3 separate regions of the Sus scrofa genome follow, and regions 1 and 3 are each linked to region 2. The links are chromatin contacts, called in public HiChIP or PLAC-seq maps. All regions are on one chromosome and are shown on one strand. The core of a region is the stretch at or near the end of the contact, and the rest is flanking DNA. Distances in the headings are between cores, read along the strand shown.

What was found. HiChIP or PLAC-seq counts read pairs in DNA pulled down with a chosen protein or histone mark.
Region 1: an H3K27ac HiChIP or PLAC-seq map of skeletal muscle shows a contact between it and region 2. The contact joins the promoter of JADE2 here to the promoter of UBE2B in region 2. A contact is called at or near these places in 1 of 5 promoter capture datasets (liver), 6 of 47 Hi-C or Micro-C datasets (embryonic fibroblasts, epiblast stem cells, heart right ventricle and 1 more) and 2 of 2 datasets of contacts at active chromatin or transcription factors (alveolar macrophages and skeletal muscle).
Region 3: an H3K27ac HiChIP or PLAC-seq map of alveolar macrophages shows a contact between it and region 2. The contact joins the enhancer-like site here to the promoter of UBE2B in region 2. A contact is called at or near these places in 6 of 47 Hi-C or Micro-C datasets (blood, embryonic fibroblasts, epiblast stem cells and 2 more) and 1 of 2 datasets of contacts at active chromatin or transcription factors (alveolar macrophages).

The regions. Positions count from the first base shown.
Region 1 is chr2:136,684,804-136,687,503 of Sscrofa11.1, reverse strand. It overlaps JADE2 (protein Jade-2), which reads right to left and starts at 1,448. Exons shown (of 19, transcript XM_021084773.1): 1 at 1,124-1,448; 2 at 523-568. CDKN2AIPNL (CDKN2A interacting protein N-terminal like) reads left to right here and starts at 1,603. Exons shown (of 3, transcript NM_001244537.1): 1 at 1,603-1,842. The coding sequence starts at 1,604.
Region 2 is chr2:136,651,445-136,654,144 of Sscrofa11.1, reverse strand. It overlaps UBE2B (ubiquitin conjugating enzyme E2 B), which reads right to left and starts at 1,330. Exons shown (of 6, transcript NM_001257356.1): 1 at 1,194-1,330. The coding sequence starts at 1,237.
Region 3 is chr2:136,592,930-136,595,629 of Sscrofa11.1, reverse strand. CDKL3 (cyclin-dependent kinase-like 3) reads left to right here. Exons shown (of 13, transcript XM_021084762.1): 10 at 465-558. Among named protein-coding and RNA genes, the nearest start is that of CDKL3, 54 kb to the left of the region's middle. Within about 2 kb of position 1,254, at least 3 of the 83 cell types and tissues checked have an H3K27ac peak or open chromatin away from gene starts, as enhancers often do. A contact at or near this core is called in alveolar macrophages, where this site is marked.

The sequences.
Region 1 (2,700 bases), core at 199-2,698, 33 kb before region 2:
CCACCACAGGAACTACTTTTTTAACAAACCCCTCAGGAGATGTGATGTGCACTCCATTTTGGGAGTTCCAGCTCTGGGCACCTATTCCTGATTGATATGGAAAAGCTAAGTCTGTCTTTGGTTTCACAGCCCTGTTCACATTCTTGCTGCTGGAGATGCCTGCCTATGGTTAACCAAGTGGGATGTCACTAAGCCTGGTGCTAGTTCTGCTGGCACACTCTACTCAAAAGACTGCCCGGTATTTCTATTCAGTATAGGTTGTCTGCCTGCTGGAGTCTCTGATGTCCCACCAGAAGCTGCAGAGCCAGCACACAACACACAGGAGCTCTACCCCTACGCCCCACTCACAATGTAGGCCCTAAACACACTGGAGCCCTGATCCTGGATTCTAGGCCCAGCTCTGCATTTCACCCTACATTTCATGGGGGATGATGGGAAGCCCGTCAGGTCAATAATTTCTCAAGGCTGATGGCGGCTCAAGTGGTTTCCCAGTTACTGTACTTGAATGGGATGGAAATTTACCTTTGATGAGGAAGAAGCTCTTCTGTCTCTCAGCGGGTTCACCTGACTGTAGAACAGAAAACAGAGTCAGGCCAGCTCACCTGCTCATCTCCTCTGGACACATCCATTTTGGCTCCTTTTGGAAACACCTGTTTAAAATCCTTCAGTGGCTCCCCATTCCTTTTAGGATCTAGATCACAAGCCCTTCCATGACCTGCCCTTACTGCTCTTTGCAGCTTCATCCCCTCCACTGTTCCCCCCACTCTAGGATTTGTCATAAAGATCTTGCCGTTCTCTTACCAGACTAAGCTTTCTTGAGGTGCCCTGCTCGTCTTAGTCTAGTTAATTCCTGCTCATCCCTCAGCTCTCCAGCAGTCATTTCCCTGACCCACGGGACTGGATCACATCTCTGGCTTATTCATGCTCCTAGCCCTCTGGGCCTCTCTTTACTAAAATTTGTCAACGTTGAAAAATTTCCCTTGAGCAATTAGTATCACTAACAATGTCTGTCTCCGCCAGCAGACGATAAAGTTCATTAGAACAACGCTCGGAGTTGGCTCTCATTGCATCCCCAGCACCTAGCAAAGGGTCTAGCAGGTATTCAGCTGGATGGGTGACTCACTCCAGGAAGGCAGGCCACACACTGGGTGGGGGTGTCGAGACCTCTGGGAATCAATCAGAAGCTAACACAGAGCATCTCTACGTAAACAAGTGCTCAGAACCGAGGACACTGGACTTTGGGCCGGAGCCCGGGGAACTCCCCGGGCAAGGACGCTGGACATCCCTGGCCGGCCTCCAGCTCCGAATGGGAGAGGGCCGCCCTTCCTCTGCGCTCGGCGGGAGCCTCCGTTTCCCTGCTGGTTGCCCGCGGGGCTGGCCGAGAACTGCCCCTGCGGCCTCCGGGGAGACCCACGCCCGGGACTGCGGGCCGCGGGAGTCTGCAGGGCCCGGCGGGGTTGGCCGCCGCGCCCAGCGAGGGCGCTCCAGGCCCGTCCTCCCGAGCAGTCGCGCGCCGCCGGGGCCCCTCTAGGCGCAGGGAGGTGGCGCGGTGCGTGTCGGGAAGGCGGCGGGGGAGGGCTGGCCCTCCGCGGCGCAGGGCGGCATGGTGGGTGGCGAGGCGGCCGCCGCCGTGGAGGAGCTGGTCTCGGGAGTGCGGCAGGCGACCGACTTCGCGGAGCAGTTTCGCTCCTACTCGGAGAGCGAGAAGCAATGGAAGGCTCGCATGGAATTCATCCTGCGCCACCTGCCCGACTACCGCGACCCGCCCGACGGCGGCGGCCGCCTGGACCAGCTGCTGTCCCTTTCCATGGTCTGGGCTAATCACCTCTTCCTGGGTTGCAGGTGCGGACCCCCACCGGCTAGCTGACCCCGTCCCGACCCCAGTCCTTCCCCAGGGCTGACGGTGCCCCCAGCCTCCAGTGGCACTAGCCAGGCCTCTGGCTGGTGTCCTACCCTAGCCCGCCCCTTGCAAAGCTACTTAACCTCGTTGAGCTTCAGTTTCACCTGGAAAATGAGTTGTGATGACTACAGTATTAAAAGATGAACAGCACCTCGCATAGGCTGTCATCTAGCAAGAGCTCAGTAACATGCTAGGCGTTCAAATTGCTGTTGGTGTTTGTATTATTACTTCAAACCATCACCTTTGCGGAGTGCACTTTAAGTTCATTCATTCCTTTCCTCCTGGCAAACGTGCAGGGACAATGGCTGAGACCCCCCCACACCCCCCCAATTTACATAAAAAGGTGAGAGAGGGGAAGAGACACACCTAGGGCTACCTGGCTTCTGGCAGGGTTGGTGGATTTTACCACTTATGGCAAGAGATAATATTTGGCCTTTGGTTTTTCCTCATTCCCTGGTCTGCTGGACCCCATAGCAAGAGCCAGCCTTTGTGTCTCTGCCTTTCCTTTTATGAAAATAACAAATGCCTTCAAGGGTCTGGTTTTGAAATGCCTGAAATGGCACTCCCTTTGCCACTCCATGCAAAAGGTGGCAAATCTTGGGCCTCCCACATCCTTTTAGCGTTTCCTGATATTGTGTTAGGGTAAGATGACTTGGCTTAGTCCTGGTTTCCTTGCTCCTTATGGCTGCCTCGTGTCGTGGCCCCTCCAGCCCTAAGCCACTTGGTTTTGCTTTCAGACTTGGGCAGTTATTAGAATGGGATTTGGGGAAGCAATGCCACGTGCATCCCTCCCTTTCCTC
Region 2 (2,700 bases), core at 81-2,580:
TGATACTTGAAATTAGTTTCCCCCCAAATGGCTCTTTTTAGTCAACCTCAAGCAGAATACAGATGACCATGGATATGCTGCCTGAGAGCCGTCCACTAAAGATAAAGGCTAAATTACAAATACATTCAATGATAAACTGGCCAAAGCCCCAAACAATGGCTTCCAAGGGCCTCACCTAAGGGTTTACAATGGTTGAGAGGTTACTTCCTGAATGACTAAGTTTTTACACTAAATATTTTGTCTCGATCGGGGTGGGTCTCCCAGAAACCCACTTAAAAATGTGCAGAGGAGGGCAATGCTAAGTCTTCTCTTTTTCTCCCCCTACCTCCAGGTATTGAATTAAAGGCAACAAAACTGAAGTCACTTCCTCCTCACTCATGCCAACACCTCCTTACACAACCCTGTTTTACAAAAGGAGGCCCAGGGAGTATCAGGTTAGCGCCAGACTCAAGGAAGGCATTTTTCCAGACTTTGAGGCTATAGATAGGGCTTTATACACCAGGCCACAGAGCTGAGTTCCAGAAGGCACTGGCAGCCGCCGTTGCCAGCCCTGAGTCCCAGGTCTCTACGCCAGTTCTCAAGGTCTTTTCAGGCGAGCGGGGAAGAGTCGGGTTTCAGAGGACGGGATAACAACCTCCGGCCCTCGCGCATCAGATCCCACCCTCGCTGAAGAATGGCAGGGGGTGTGTGTGTCTGCGTGAGCGTGTGGCGGGGGTGGGGGGGTGGGGGGGCAAGGTGGTCGCCCCAACCCTGGCCCTCGGAGGAGACCGCAGGCTCATCCAACAAAGCCAACTAGTGCAGCTACCGGGGGAAAGGTTTCTCAAGCGCTCGCTTTTAGGGCAGTGAGGGGGCACCACAAAGTGCAGCAGTGGGTGATGAGGTTTGGACGCCAGGGTGAGGCATCAGGCAACTGGCCCAAGTGGACAACAAGGAATCCTAGGACAGCCAAAGCCATCTTCTTACTTCTTCCGGGGGGAGGGGAGTGGTGAGGGGATATCGAAATTTCTTACGTCGAAGGAGTGAACAAGCAAGGCTGACGGACTGCGAACAGGGGCTAGGACTGGGCTTCCGTCAATCCCGGAGGGCCCACAGCGGCCCTCTTAGGGTCATGAGGGGAAGGTGTCCCGGATCCCCGCCCTGCAACCCCGCAGCTTGGGGAGGAGCCGTCATCCGGTGAAGATGAAGGCCCTTACCGCTTGAAATCTCGCATAAGTCTCCTCCGGGCCGGGGTCGACATGCTCCCCAGCTGCCCCGCGGTCAGTCCGAAAGAAAAGAGTCCCGCACAGCCCCCCCACCCCCCGGCGCGGCGGCCGAATCACTGTGGGTCACCGCCGCCGCCGAGGCTGCACAAACAACCCTGCAATGACGTCTCCCTCCGCCGCCTCCAGATCCCTCCGCCCTCCGCCGGTACCATGAAGTGAGGGGTTGGGGAGAAAGGGGTGGGAGGTAGGAGAGCTCTTTATGGGAGCCCTTCAGTAGGGACCCTATCCATTTTGGTTTCCTTAACTAGTCGACCAGTTATTGTGCTCTGTGCTCCGACTGGAGATTGTAGATCAGGAGATACTGAAACCGAAACACCAACTCGTATCCCCCTCTTTCACTAGCTTAGGCTCGACCGGGTGGGGAGAGAGGGACGTATCCGGGACCAGAGATTTCAGGGAAAGGAGGTGGGATGACGCAAGATCACGTGACTACCGGCGGCGTTGTCAACAATCCACCCCTGAGGGGGAGGGGACGAAGTATCTAGAACCACGTGTCCCTATGACGTGATTAGAACGGGTCACGTGAGAGCGTCGCCGGGATCTGAGTTTTAGCCAGGTTTTTGAACCGGGTGGTTAAATTGACGGGGCTCAGGGTGGATATACACCTTTATTACTTATGTCTCTGGTTTCTCTCATTAACAGCAATCAATGATGTGTCGGAAGCACTAGTTTGTTGTGTTTCTTAACTCTCTAAAACAGAGCCCCAAATAATTTGGATATCCCCACTGGTTGATTCAATGGCTTATCAAATATGGTATGTGGGGGAAGAGTGAAGGGACCTCCTTTTTTCTCATTGTTGAATGCTCAGGCTCCTAGCAAGTAAAATCCCTTGAAATGCTTCCTTAGGACCACCAAAATAGTCTGCATATACACTGCAGTGGGTTTCCAGGATTGGAAATTCTGGGCAGAGATAAAAGAACGGGTGTACAGGGTTTCCCGGGTGGTGGAGTGGTTAAGGACTCAGCACTCTCATTGCTGTGGCTCCGGACCTTGGCGTGCCGCAGGGGTGGTCAAAAAAAAAAAAATAGTGTACAGATTGTCTAATGTTGGTTTATAATCACTGTGGAATTACAGAATTTTGTTTTCCTTTATGGGTGTGCTCTCATGTGAGGATTTGTGTCACAGTCCATGGATTTAGCTAACATGGAGTATGGTTTTATTTGTCAAGAAATGTAGGGATTTGATCTCAAGAGTTTATCCATTTGTAGTTGGTGTCAAAGAAATCTAAAAGTATGATCAGATCTGGGGGATACTGCAGACATGGATGGGAGATTGTATCTAGAGACTGGGTAACTTATTTCACGTTTTTTTAGTGTAGCAAGTACGTGGCCTGAAACGTCCTCCACTATGGGACTCAGTGATGTTGACCATTGGGATTCAGAGATTACTTCAAGTCATTGAGTTCTCTTCCTCTGTTGCCTCAGTGCTCAGTCAGAGC
Region 3 (2,700 bases), core at 5-2,504, 58 kb after region 2:
TATAAGCTGTGAAGCTTAGTGGTCTCTCGAGGTGGCAAGGGGACATGTCTGTCTCAGTCCAAAGGTGCAACAGGCTATAGACAGCAAGTGGACAGTCTTTCTGGACTGAACCAAACCATGATCACAGTAACCACAGTTATAAACTAGCCTTGGTCAGAGAGCTCAGAAATTCATGAACCGTAGTGAAGAAATCCAGGTTCAGAACAGACAGAAGGGACCAAGCAGGCCAGCTGGAGTAACCCTCCAACATGGTTGTCACCGCAGATGTTAGCCATGAATGAGTGTGCTCTGCTCTGTTTTCACCTCTTTAACTTAGAGCCATTAGTGCTGAAAGACTGACCATTGCATTTCGGCGCTCATTGCTCCAACAGTAGACTATTGTGGAATAACTTACCATTATTGAAGCTAAAGCAGAAGCACTTCCGGGGAGTTCTAATAACTTCTTATTTGTTTTTGAATAATAGGTTAAGTGAAAGAGCAAAAAAGAGGCGTACTTCTTCACAATTTGTTGGACAAGTTATGTCTAATAGCAAGCATGAGAATACAGGTCCCTCTCAAGTAAGGCAAGAAGCTTATCATTAAAATATACTCTCAACATTATCCCCGACCCCACCCTCACTTCTTGTCCTTTTCTCTATCTATGGGGCTCTAACTTTTTAAAAATCTTTTGTTTCCTAACATTTTAAAATTTTTTCCTTTTTTTTTTTTTTTTTTTTTTTTTTTTTTTTGTCTTTTTGCCATTTCTTGGGCCGCTCTCGAGGCATATGGAGGTTCCCAGGCTAGGGGTCCAATCGGAACTGTAGCTGCCAGCCTACGCCAGAGCCACAACAATGCAGGATCCGAGCCGCGTCTGCAACCCACACCACAGCTCACGGCAACGCCGGATCGTCAACCCACTAAGCAAGGGCAGGGACCGAAGCCCCAACCTCATGGTTCCTAGTCGGATTCGTTAACCACTGCGCCACGACGGGAACTCCTAAAAAATTTTGCTATTAGTTTATTTTCCCTCTGAGGTAAAAAAAATACGTCAGCATTTCCTTAGTGATTTTTTTAAAGTATCTATTCCTTAGTGATTTCATAATTTTAATTAGTTTCTTATAACTTGCTTTGAATCTTTAATGTGTGATTTTGGGGGAAAAAGTTAAGGTTTTACCTTTAAAAGTCACAGGACTTTTGGAGTTCTCTTGTGGTACAGCAGGTTAAGGATCCAACATAGTCACTGCAGCAGCTTGGGTCACTGCTGTGACGCAGCTCCGGGATCTTCCACATGCTGTGGGTGTGGCCAAAAAAAAAAAAAAAGAGTCACAAGACTTTCTGGTTTTTTACTTCCCAAAAATGATTTTAATATCTTTATACATTAAAGAAATTGCCACTGAATCTTTGTTATACAGCAGAAATTATTACATTGTGAATCTATGCTTTCAATAACTTACCCCCCCCAAAAAAAAAGCAGTTGCCAAATAGATACCTCTTACTTCTCACTAGATAAAATAATCAATGTAGTGACTTCTCTGCCAGGATCCAGCATTGTCACTGCTATGGCTTGGGCTGCAGCCGTGATATGAGCATGATCCCTGGCCCAGGCACTTCCATATGCTGCAGGTGTGGCCAAAAAAAAAAGGAAAAAATAATCGATGTAGTCCATTTCCTTTTTTTTCACATAGGAAAATAGGTTAATTAAAAATCGAAACAGTGTTGGAGTTCCCATCGTGGCACAGCGGAAACGAATCCAACCAGGAACCATGAGGTTGTGGGTTCGATCCCTGGCCTCGCTCAGTGGGTTAAGGATCCAGCATTGCTATGGGCTGTGGTGTAGGTTGAAGATGCGGCTCAGATGCCGCATTGCTGTGGCTGTGGCTGTGGCGTAGGCCGGCAGCTATAGCTCTGATGAGACTCCCTAGCCTGGGAACCTCCACGTGCCGCTAGTGCAGCCCTAAAAAGAAAAAAAAAAAAAAAAATGAAAGTGTTATTTGCAATAATAAAGTCTTGAAAACAACACAAATCCATCCAAGAGCAAGTGACGGGTTATCTCCGTTAAGAATATATCCACACAGTGGGTACTACACATTGGGTTGTGAAAGTGTTCATTAACCTAGGAAAGTTTCTGTCACCTCTGGTTAAATGAGCAAAAACAGGTAACACAAAAGTTTTTCCAGAATGCTGGGCTCACAAGTAATTTTTCCCTTTGGGTTTTCCTAGTGTCCAGAGCACGTCGTTTTTGTTTTTTGTTTTTTTCTTTTTTTGACTGCACCTGCGGCATATGGAAATTCCCCGGGCCAGGGGTCAAATGGCAGCTGCAGCTCCAGGCCTACACCATAGCCACAGCAGCACCACATCTGAGCCACATCTGAGACCTACACTGTGGCTTGTGGCAATGCCTTAACTCACTGAGTGAGGCCAGAGATCGACCCCTCATCCTCTTGTCAGCTATGTCAGGTTCTTAACCTGCTGAGCCCCATTGGGAACTCCTCAGAGCATATCATTTTGTAGATAGAAACATAAGTTATTCATAAAATGAACTGAAGCCATTTGTCCAAAGTCAGAATGAATAGGATCAAAAATTAAAAAGCTGAAGGGCATTCCCTGATGGTTTAGTGATTAGAATTTAGCACTTTCACCACTGCAGCCTGGGTTCAATCCCTGGTCTGTTAACTGAGATCCCACATGAAGTGACTGCATGCCATGGCGAAAAATAAATAA